Linked DNA regions of Cyprinus carpio: region 1 is linked to region 2. Evidence: chromatin contacts called from public Hi-C data. All regions are on one chromosome and are shown on one strand. Each heading gives the region's core, a stretch centred on a gene start, on an enhancer-like site or on the middle of the called end of the contact. The rest is flanking DNA. Distances are from core to core; before and after follow the strand shown. Region 1 holds the start of LOC109059915 (cold-inducible RNA-binding protein B-like). Region 2 overlaps LOC109059822 (yjeF N-terminal domain-containing 3).

Evidence for each region. A called contact is a pair of places that touch in the nucleus more often than the background predicts.
Region 1: a Hi-C map of skeletal muscle shows a contact between it and region 2, with 7 times the contacts expected there. The contact joins the promoter of LOC109059915 here to the enhancer-like site in region 2. A contact is called at or near these places in 3 of 8 Hi-C or Micro-C datasets (liver and skeletal muscle).

What each region holds. Positions count from the first base shown.
Region 1 is chrB22:23,714,895-23,720,924 of ASM1834038v1, forward strand. It overlaps LOC109059915 (cold-inducible RNA-binding protein B-like), which reads right to left and starts at 4,241. Exons shown (of 8, transcript XM_042749757.1): 1 at 4,084-4,241; 2 at 3,354-3,466; 3 at 3,165-3,271; 4 at 2,871-2,982; 5 at 2,489-2,690; 6 at 2,329-2,394; 7 at 61-150. The coding sequence starts at 3,453. The coding sequence ends at 2,388.
Region 2 is chrB22:23,628,142-23,633,486 of ASM1834038v1, forward strand. LOC109059822 (yjeF N-terminal domain-containing 3) reads left to right here. Exons shown (of 6, transcript XM_042748724.1): 2 at 3,809-3,917. Among protein-coding and RNA genes, the nearest start is that of LOC109051436, 13 kb to the right of the region's middle. Within about 2 kb of position 2,335, at least 1 of the 8 cell types and tissues checked has an H3K27ac peak or open chromatin away from gene starts, as enhancers often do. A contact at or near this core is called in skeletal muscle, where this site is marked.

The DNA.
Region 1 (6,030 bases), core at 2,991-5,490, 89 kb after region 2:
ACTTCTGGCCATTACCCACATCAAACTAATAGTAATTTGATTCTACAAGTAAACCCATACCTCCTTGTGTTTTTGCCATGAAAATGGTCATTTCATCAAAGGTTATCTTGCTTCTCTAGTTATCAAATACAACACGTCCAGGGACTCAGTCTGAAAAATAAAATAAGAAAGTTATTTTAGTATACAGAAGATGTAAAACATAAGACAAATCATGCATTTAAAATATCTTCCAAAATAAGATGCTACATAAACACTTCTAGACTAAACAAGTGCGAAAAACGGTACAAATTTGTGAATGTCAAAAAAACAAAGGGGCAAACTTTTAACGAGTTTCCATAGTCAATCACTCAAGACGTGGCGAAAAAGCTACATCTCGTCAAAATGTCAAATCTTTTGAAATGGGGACTTAAAACTGACCAAAAATAATGTTTAAAGTTGGTGCAGACAAATTTCCGATCAGAACAGGGACTTTATCTCTCATTTCAAAGGCCACATGAGGTACTTTCCACCAAACACGAGCACACTATATTAAAAATAAAAATTCATCATGCAGCTTTTTAGGAGGAACAGGAAGTGTTTTTTGGGGGGGGGTTGTGGAACAGGATTGAACAGATTCTGGAGATGTAATCACTGGTCGATGCAACATTCGAAGAAAACATGGACAATGAGAACTGTTGTAGGATGCGTACAGGAGAGCAAAAGGTTTTACCTCACATTACAGGCCTATCTCCACAAATGACCTAGTCAAGAGAGCAGCTTTCATCTCAGGATTCTTGAGTCGGAAGGCACAACACTTCATTCTCCAAGGACATTGTTGATTTCCGTAATTGCTAGCAGAGAGCTCTTGGATCCAATGAAGCATTATACAGAGCCATTGCTTGCTACACCAGAACAGCAATGTGTCATCTTTGTTAGCTTATCTAATACTAGGTTTTACTTGCCTAATGGAAAAAAATATTTAGGATCCCAGATGCTAAAACCCCAGCTATCCACTCCAAGACATTCATCTGGCTTGTATTGAGCTTTTTAATATCGAAGGCAAGAGAGAGCATTTTCCAACCATTTTTTAATGAGCTTCATGAATCCAGATTAATACAAAAAGAAAGGATTCTGAGGTGTTGATATACAGAACAGAGCACATTTCTTTCCAAGGAGGAACAAATTCTTGACATTTAAGAGGATATGTTCAGTCCACAGTAGAGCATACTTTTAAAAAATAAATTTAGACTGGTCAAAGAGTAAAGTACCTTGGGCCAACGGTCTTTAACGTGAGGCGGAATGACCCACTTTAGTGGTTTACTCTTTGGATAATGAATATTTACAAATCTTTAGCAACATCAAGGAGGTTTGCCGGAGACAGCTCCAATGCAACATGCCTGCCTTGCTTCACTAAAGGAATGCATCACAAAATGGAGGTGGCAAGGAGCAATAAACACATCACAGCTTATCAAGCTTCTATTGGAGGACCAGATTCGAATATTTTCAGGTGCCATTTTAAAATTGCTTTAAATGCAAATGCCCCTCTAAGCACTTTCAGTGAGCCAATACTAAGAAATTGGTCCAAAGATCTTTGAGGAAATTGGTTTTAGAAGCTTTCAGGCTGTGTTGGACAGGTCAACTTTCACGCATGGTTTCAGAGACAGAGTTTCTTAAACACACACTAAAAAGAAAAACAAAAGGACAATTTCAAACCTCTGTGAGCATCTATAACAATCGCAGGGTAAAATGTCAGATACAGGTAGCCTCACAGGGCTTTGAAACTCTTACAATAAGTGAATGCTCATGGATATTAGGCAGCTCCTCAATGAGAGGAACATCCTGCGGATACTTGACACGGTAAAAAAGGAGTCTGTCTTTAATAGAACATTTGAACCAGAACAAAGCGTAAAGAAAAAGGTAAAAACAAAAAGGTCTTCCAAGAGCGCATCTTTTTATATACAGCCAGCGAAGGGATGATCTTGCAATCAGGATTTTTTTTTACTCGTGTGAAGCTGAGGACAAGAAGTAGGCAAAAGTGTAAAGGCACTGGAGCATTGTGAACATCCTTTCCAAACAGTGAACTGACACCAAGACATGATTCTTTTCCAACAAGGTCTTATGGACTATTCTGAGGTAGTGCACAAAACCGACTTTAGTCAATACTACTGTCAAATGAGTTTTTGGATTGTGGTCATCCAATTCCAAGATAAAGGCAACCACGTTGACTTCGAAAATGGCAGTTTTGTCTTTCTGCTTAGGTCTAGACATTATTTTAACACCACAAGTGGGCTGAGATCTATTGGTGCAGTTATCTAGTAAAATCAGTAATTCTGAACAATCAATACGTACCGTAGCTGTCGTAACTGTCTCTGTAGGATCCACCAGAACGGTCATATCCACTCTGGCTTCTAAAACCAAAAGTAATATTTGCCATATTTAAAGTGTTCGTGGTTACAACAATCATAAAATTGCTCCTTGTGTAAAATGATACCATGTTTAAATCCCTTACCTGTTATCCCTGTATCCACCGCCGCTGCCACCAGAGTACCCACTACTCCTGTTGGAGTATCCGCCGCCACCGTAGGATCGGTCGCCTCCACCATAGCTCCTCTCTCCTCCCCCATAGCCTCTATCTCCACCACCATAGCCCCTATCGCCACCGAAGCTTCTGTCACCGCCATAGCTTCGGTCTCCACCATATCCTCCACCACCTGTGTAACAACAACAACAAAAGTAGTTAGATGGAATAAAACGCATACAAGATACATGCATCCATTCAGGTGGTCCACCAGCTTTGCCATGATAATTACAAGCTGCCAAGGATACTTCAAATGCAAATACAGCCATCTGTTAGTACAATTGCATTCAAGATTAAGAATACCAACCTCTACCTCTGCCTCCTCTGAAGAACCCCCTGCCACCCGACGAACCTCCTCTGAAACCACCAGACCGTCTACCAGATTTGCCAGCTTCATCAACGCGAATCATGCGGCCATCAACGGACTGCAAAAAATATGCATTTTGTGATTAGAAACTCACTTTAGGTTTGACTGATGAACTTCCGGCTGTAAAACGTAGCAATCCATACATCTAGGCATCAAAATGGTTGGTTTTTCCAAGACTAGAAATAAACTTTAATACATTTGGTTACAAATTTCTCTGTCGTTAAAGGGTGCTGATCTTACCTTTCCATTCATCGCAGCCATGGCGTCCTTTGCATCCTCTGGATTTTCAAACGTCACAAAGCCAAAGCCTCTGGAGCGGTCGGTCTCACGGTCCCGGATGACATCAACTGAAGCAAAAACAACACCACATAATCAATGACAACGCTGGGAAAACTGACAAACCTCACTTAGAGACGGCTTAAAACAAACCTTTGGCAATTGATCCATATTTGGAGAAAGCCTCCTCCAAGGACTGCTCCGTGGTCTCATAGCTCAAACCACCAATGAAGAGCTTTCCCTCGTCAGACATGTTGAATCAGCTGCTGGAAAAGATTTATAACAAAATAAGTTAGATAAAAATAAACTTTTTTTTTTTTGCACGTTAAAACACAAAATAAGGTCTGGAGAGACAAAGATTAACCGCCCGGCTTAACACGCATTGTATTTTAAAGTGCGCCACAAGGAAACGCCATTTTCTACCCCTCTTCTTCACAGCGTGCTGCAGCCATTTTGCCACAAAGACACGTTTTACCAGATGACACCCCTTTGAATTCTCGTTTTCAGATCTTCATCGAGCTTACTTTTTAAATATCGCATGCATAAATAACCACACGTTATAACATTCACAAGTTTTGTGAAAAGCGGGTCAGTGGAACTAACAGTTAGGTCACCTTGGGCTTTGAGAGGAACAAAGAAACCTATAAAATCCGACAGAATTAGCTCTATTTATAAACTCCATTCTTAGAATTGAGCGGTTACGATGCAAAACGCCTACAAAATGTTTTTATTTTAACATTTCTCAATAAACTAGCACATCAAAAAAGCGTATAAATACAACTAATGAACCGCGATTACAAACTATACATCAATGTCACGCAATTTAAGAATTTAAAGTTTTGTTTTAGCCCGAACGCACTGGAAGGAGTGCAGTATTTCTCACCTCAGTTCTTCTCGCGCACACACACAGAGAGGTTTCAGGACGCGACGCCGGCTGCGGTAGAATAGGAGCCTGCTCAGATAATGGCGCCGGTTTAAAGGCCTCACGTGACTGCGGATCTCTGGGGGCGTGTTCTCGTCGCGTCGCGTCACAGGCTTTGTTGTTCGTCTCGTCTCTTTTGGTATTGAGAGTATACTAAGAGTCTCCGGAAATACATATCGAGTGTTTTTCGTGGGTATAATTCCTGATGTCTGTTTGAAATATGAAAATGTCATTCTGGGGTATATAGGCTATACACATGAGAGTGAACAGTCAGATGTTTTTTATTTATTCAATCTTATTTTGTTCCTGGTTTAATATTTTATAGGCTACGTAAAGATAAATTTAGCAAGCGTGAGCCTTTCTGTGGAAATCTTCTTGAAGATTTAAAACTCTATATGTGTTTGATTTCTGACACTACTAATAAGAAAGTAAAAACTGTGAATCTGTTCAAAAGGTAAAGGCAACATTATTGTCTTGCATGTAATAGGCTGTCATTCTGTTGCATCTGTTTGTATTAATAAAAAAGAAAAGAATAGGAAGCAAATTGCTGTCTTTGTTGTACTTCAATGCAGTACTGTTTGCTTTTTTTTGCAATAAAAAAGCCTAACTTTGTCACTGTGAATGTTAATTATGCTCTTACACAAAGATACTATTTTAATTTAGGCCTATATAAAGATATGATATAATCTTACGTAAAGGTCTTAGATTTATTGTTACAATATCATAAGGAATATGTGCATAAAAATTTAGTTTTTGTATTTGTTGAAATATTTGAATATGGTACTACACTGATAGGTTTTCAAAAACTCCCCTTAAACATTTTTATTTTATTTTTATTGATTGTACTTTATACTATAACTAGGCTATTTGTCTGCGACTTAAAAATACAATAAAAAAGTAGTGCTAGTTAAACTTAATGCAAACAAATGACTGAATCAGTCAATACCAAATGCAAAAATCATTAACTGATATGGCATAATCGGTGGTTTTAATCATGAGTTTATTATTTTTTTAATGTGGTGACATGAGAGGTTGATTATATCAACATAAGCTCAGAAGACAAGGTCACTAAATGCATCTGCAGTGAAATCATTGTTTCACAATCGCAAGTATTTGCAAGAAACACTACAAATATAACTACATTTGATTATCTTTTTAGGCTACTTTTTCATCCTGAATCCACTTTAAACATTTACATTAAATTTCATATTTCCTTTTGAGCACAAGATCTGATTATATTTGTATAGCCTTATAAGGAACTGATTATTACCTGTTTTAAATCTCTGTTTACTAAAACTTTTCGGTTTTTAGATAATGTGTAAACCAGGGTCATGTGCAGATTTGCTAAAAGTAGTGTCTAAAAGTAAAAGTAAAAGGAGTAGCCTAAAAAAAACAAAAACGGGTTATTTATTTAAAAAAAAAAAACAAAGGTAAAAAACAAAGATTTGCATGTCTGTGCAAAAACTAGATATTAAGAACTTAAAACATTTTAAACCAATTCTGCTCTCTGCTTTAATAATTAAAATACAATCTCATAAATGTGATTCATTCTAGAACTGAATATAGTGCTAATTTCATTAGCATTAAATGCAGATTTTACCGCCAAAATCAGCAAAGATTCTACAAATAAGATACTGGCATTGGTATCAGTCATTAATGGTTCATCAAAGAATTTCACTGCGCTTTGAGTACATCACAATCATCACCCATCTATCATGCTCCTCTTTAGCATTCCTAACAATGTAGCAGACTAGGACCCCTGCAGGGCAGCGATGACCCCACCCAGGAACAGTTGGATGCAGATTACCAAAATGATTGTGGAGAGATGGTTCTCTCTGCAGAACAATCGGGTTGTAGGCTACTTCTAGATGTGCTAATGTAGGACAATCAACCACATCAGGATTGCGC
Region 2 (5,345 bases), core at 1,085-3,584:
ACACACACACACACACACACACACACACACACACACACACACATATATATAATTTACGTAATTTGTTCATTGGTCATTTATTATCATTTATTATTAAATTTTTTTTTACACATAGCATTGTAGTAATTTTATAAAAGATAAAATGAATTTTTATATGCATAAAATCATTGTATGTGTGTATATAACTCAACATGTATTTTAACAATAAAATAATTAACATGGCAGGTTTCATGTATGATTTATAAAATATGGAAATGCCACCAAATTTGTATAGTGACACTTACATAATTTTTCTATTTCTTTTTTTAAATTTCAAATGTTACATTAAATTGCAAGCAAATGCTCATAGCAGCGTTCACACCAGGACGCACATTCATCATCTGTCATTAAAAAGATCATTCTACACCGAATAAAAAAAAATATGTAACCAATAAATAAAAAGATATCAACCCCCCCTAAAAAACCACCCACCACACCTTCTAAAACACCCCTTTCTATCACATTATTGGGAGCCTGGAGGGGGCCGTACGCTAAGTTTGGCAGTTATGCAAATAGCAGTGTACTCTCCTGTTTTCCATAGTCATTACTTTTCTATTATATCGTTTTCACCCACTGATTTCCTTTGTTAAATCGGTCTTCACTGAGAACATTGGGTTGTAAACCGGATTCTTGTCAAAAGCGGCTGGTCCCCTAAAAGTAACAAGCCCACTGATTTAAACGAGAGAGGTGGTTATTTAGTTGTCGTGGTGTGCTGAAGTAATTACAGTGGTTGAAAATGAAGAAAAAGAGGGAAAATGTAACCAAAAGGATATTGAGAAGTATCCCCAGTTTTGTGCTATGCTTAACACAAACATCCATGCGTCCTCTTGCAAACAGGCACAATCATTTCAACACTCGTGTGTGTTTAGCAAGCTAGCGGACTGGAGGTAAACAACCTCATTAGCAGAGTTGTTATTACAGCTGATCAGCACTGTTCGCGACTCACAGATAGCGCGGCTCCTCGCGGGGAAATTAGGAAGACTCTGGGCGGGTGCCTGGGCTGATACTGTTGTTCATTTGACTGTGTATTCATGTGTGTATTTGCTGTGAGGGCGATCAACAACAATTAGCCCTAGCCCTATGGAATAGCAATGCTGGGGGAGATGCTAACGCAAACCTGTTATCATTTTCAGAGCCTCTGGTACTTTGGTTCTTTATTTGCATTGAAGAACCTTTAACATCCATGGAACCTTTCCATTGTACATAAGGTTCTTTATACAAAAAAATGGTTCTTTTAAGAACTGTTCACTTAAAGTTTCTTTGGGTAAACAAAAATGGCTCTTCTATGGCATTGTTGTGTAAACCCCCATTTGTACACTCTTAAAAATAAAGGTTATTTTCATCTGTGGTTCGATGAAGAACCTTTAAAATCGGTGAAACCTTTCGATTCTACAAAAACTGTTCACCCAAAATGATTCTTCTAGGCTTCCTTTTGGAACCTTTATTTTTAAGAGTAGGCTGACCTTTCCATTGCACAAAAGGTTCTTTATAGTGGGAAAATATTCATTAGATTAGATTATTAAAAATGCTCTTCAAATTTTAAGAGCTGTTCATTCAAAAACCTCTTCAGGGAACCGAAAATGGTTCTTATATGGAATCACTGTTAAAACCCTCTTTTCGAAAATGAATTTTTAAGGGTGTAGATAGAACCTTTCCATTACATAAAAGATCCTTTAGTCATTATAGGAGAAAATATAAACTGTTTACTGAAAGATTCTTTGAGGAACCGAAATAACCGTTAATTGCTATTAGATGAGCTGATATATGTTAAGTGACCTAATAATGTAAAGCGACTTGGACTGGTGGGCAACACTCTGAGCCACACTGTCCCCTGCTGGTGAGATTTGCTCTTTGCAGTTGATCCACTACAAAGAAGCCTCAGGGACACACTGAAATCGTCTTAATGCTCAAGAGATATTAAGTGAAGTATTTCTTTGCAGCCCAAAAACTGTTTCTACAGTACATACTGGAAACATTACAAGGTTAAAGCTTGAGATTTCTGGGGTTTATCTAGTCCCTGGAACCTTTCAGAGAACTTTGGAAATGTATGGTTGTCAGGACTTCCCTGAATAGGTCGATGGGAACGGAAATATCAAAAGCGCTAGACTCGGCTGAACTTTACAAATATCACTGTGTCACAGTACGCCAGGAAATCTCCCCCTGCAAACTCGGCTTGACGGCTGTGGAGCTCTATTGGAGACGGTAAATGCCAGAAAGCTGGAGTACCCCATGTCGAGGGTTACGGCAATGATCAGAGCTGAGTAAACGCTTGGTGACCTGTTGACCAATGCCAAAAATATGACTTTTCTGTTTCTCTTGTTTTTCATTTTCCCAAAATATCAAAGAACATGCAGTCCTTGCAGACAACAAGCTCATTATTTTTGTTAGTAAACTCATTATTAGTCTTTCTGAAGCGATAGTGAGAACTGGATAGTGACAGAAAATTGCATTGAAATGGTAAAAAGCCGCATTCAAGCAGGGAGCTTCACGCATACAGCTGAGAGAACTCAATAATGTATAATCATTTTCATAAATGGTTCTTTGTTCTGTTATTCTGGTGCCTAAAGCAGTAAGAGACAACAAACACAATACAAGCGAACCTGTTGTCTTGGAAACATACTGGAAAAATGCCTCAGGTTGAAATACAACAATAAATCAAAAAGACAGAAAGGTGTCTAAAACACATTATTGTACTATTGTATACTATTTTTATACAATATTATAGCACTATTAGAGTATTTATTAATATTGTGAATTAGCTTTAATTTGCGTCTTCACAGTCTTCATTTTAATTTTTGTTTTATTAATATTATTATGTTCTTTTGCATGTTTTAAATATAGCTTTATTTTACTTTTAGTCATTTAAGTACTTCAACTTATTTAGTTAGTTATTAGTTATTTTAGCATTTCCATTCATAGATTTTTAATCATTTTATTTAATAGACTTATTTATATTTTATTTAATCTTCAGTCAGTATTCACAAGGTTTTATTAATTAATTAATTTTTTGTCTTGGCTGGTTTTGTTCCCCAACACTTTATTACCTTTGTTATGTTAAAAAATATAAGTAACTTATAAGCTTTCTTATGTTGAAAATATAATAATAAGCAGCTGAGGATTTATCTTGAGAATAAAATAATAATAAATAATAAAATAATAATTATAAAAAAAGATTTGACTTGTTTATTAACAATCAACAGTTATTACAGCATTTATTAGCATAAAATATATCTAGATTGATTGTTATTTATATATACTGTGTTGTTTATTAATTTGTTCATTATTGATGCATTAATATTAGGGTTAGAGTTGTAATTTAGTATCAGCATCCTGACAGCAGTTCTGTGTTCCTCCAGCAGGGGGCTCTGATGTTACGATCATACAGTACAGTAGGTTATTGAAAGGCTCCCCGTGTTTGAGTCGTGAAGTAAAGGCCTGTATTGTACAATTACGTTGTAGCCCACATTAAACTCCCAGTAACATAAGCTCTGAGTGTGGCTAAACAGGCATTAGGCAGCGAGACACCATGCCTGGAATGGATGGCATGTTTTATACAATGTGCTCAGAATACACACGTAAATGTCAGCTGCTGTAATGCAGTCCTTGGTTTCCATGTAATCAAACCCACCCAGTTTCCATTTTGGCACTTGTTAGCATTCATGCCGAAACATAAAGCATGATTTATTTATCGTCCCAACTGGTAAGCTAATATCATGCATGTCATGAGCTCAATGTCAGTGCGTTTTGTCTCTCTGTCTGTCTTTTATAGTAAAACGGAGGTGGCGACCATTGAGACGGAGCTCCTGAGGGACTATCGCTTTGGACAACAGCAGCTGATTGAAATATGGGGGCATGCTTGTGCTATTGCCATCACAAAGGTTTGTGAAGTGAACACTAATTACACAGTTGTGAAGTGGTAGTTAACATATCTAAATCCTGAATCTAATCCTGCATTTACTGTACACAAGCATCGCTGTGATTTACACAACTCTCTGTATTTACCGCTCCCAGCGTCTGTTGGCATTTGCCGAACTTCAACCAATCCTCTTAAGAGACGAGGTCCTGCTGCATTTGATGATGAAAACAGCGGGAAATCTTGATCTCGCTGTTTCTGTAGAGGGTTTGACCGCATCTGCTGCTTTAGGGGTTTTCTCATGAAAAGGGGTTAAAGAATGATCCAGAATAGCAATCTGGGACTTTCGCTTCAAAACAGACAACAACGGAAAAATTATTTTGTACCTGTCTGTTAGACATAAAGTTGTAAATGTCAGAAATGAAGTCACAATTACAAAACAATTTCACAATTATGAAGAACAACATGATATTGTGAGATTAAAAGCTGCAGTCGTAGCTTGTAATATAATGACAATTTTGGAGATATAAATGTGCAATTATGAGCAGTAGTCACACTTACAAGAAATATTGCAATTATAAATGACAAAACATTGTAATTATGAGAAATAGTTGCAGTTTTGAGTAAAAAGTGGCAATTGTGAAATATTAATTCACATTGTGAGACCAAATAAAGACAAAATCTCTGAGACATAAATTTGCAATTACGAAAAATAGTCACAATTATGAGTTACAAAAAGTCATTATTATAATAAATAGTTGCAAATCTATGCAAAAGCCTCTATTGTGAAATATTAATTCACATCGTGAATTACTGTATAAAGCCACAATCTCTGAGATATAAATTTGCAATTACCAGAAATAGTCACAATTATAAGATGTCACAATGAGTTACAAAAAGTCGTTATTAGGAATTATAACAGATGCAAATCTATAAAAAAGCATAAACCATAAAATATGAAGTAACCTTGTGGGATATAAAGTTACAATTACTAATATATCTAAATTTGCAATTTTAAGAAATGTAGCAAAAAAAGTGACGATTATGTGAAATAGCTGTATGTATATATATATATATATATATATATATATATATATATATATATATATATATATATAAGAAAAATACAATAGCAATATTTTTTTTAAAAATAGTTTTCATTTATTTATTTTAAGTCTACGGCAGAAAGAGGCTTCTACACAAAAGGGTAACAAAAAAAGTGCTTTAGCTTTTTTTTGAGGGGGTCAGGTTATATCTTGCCTTGAGCAATAAAATCAGCACCAGTCGGGTTCATTCATCTCCAAACTGCACTTTGACTTCTCCTTAAAAATCCCTTCTGACAAATCCAATGCAGGGTCATTGAAGGTGTTGAAAGTCTTTCGTCTGTGTCCGGCCTGCAGTCTCGGGCCTTGCGTCTCAGGGCGAGGGTTGTGATAGAGCCAGGCCAACTCAA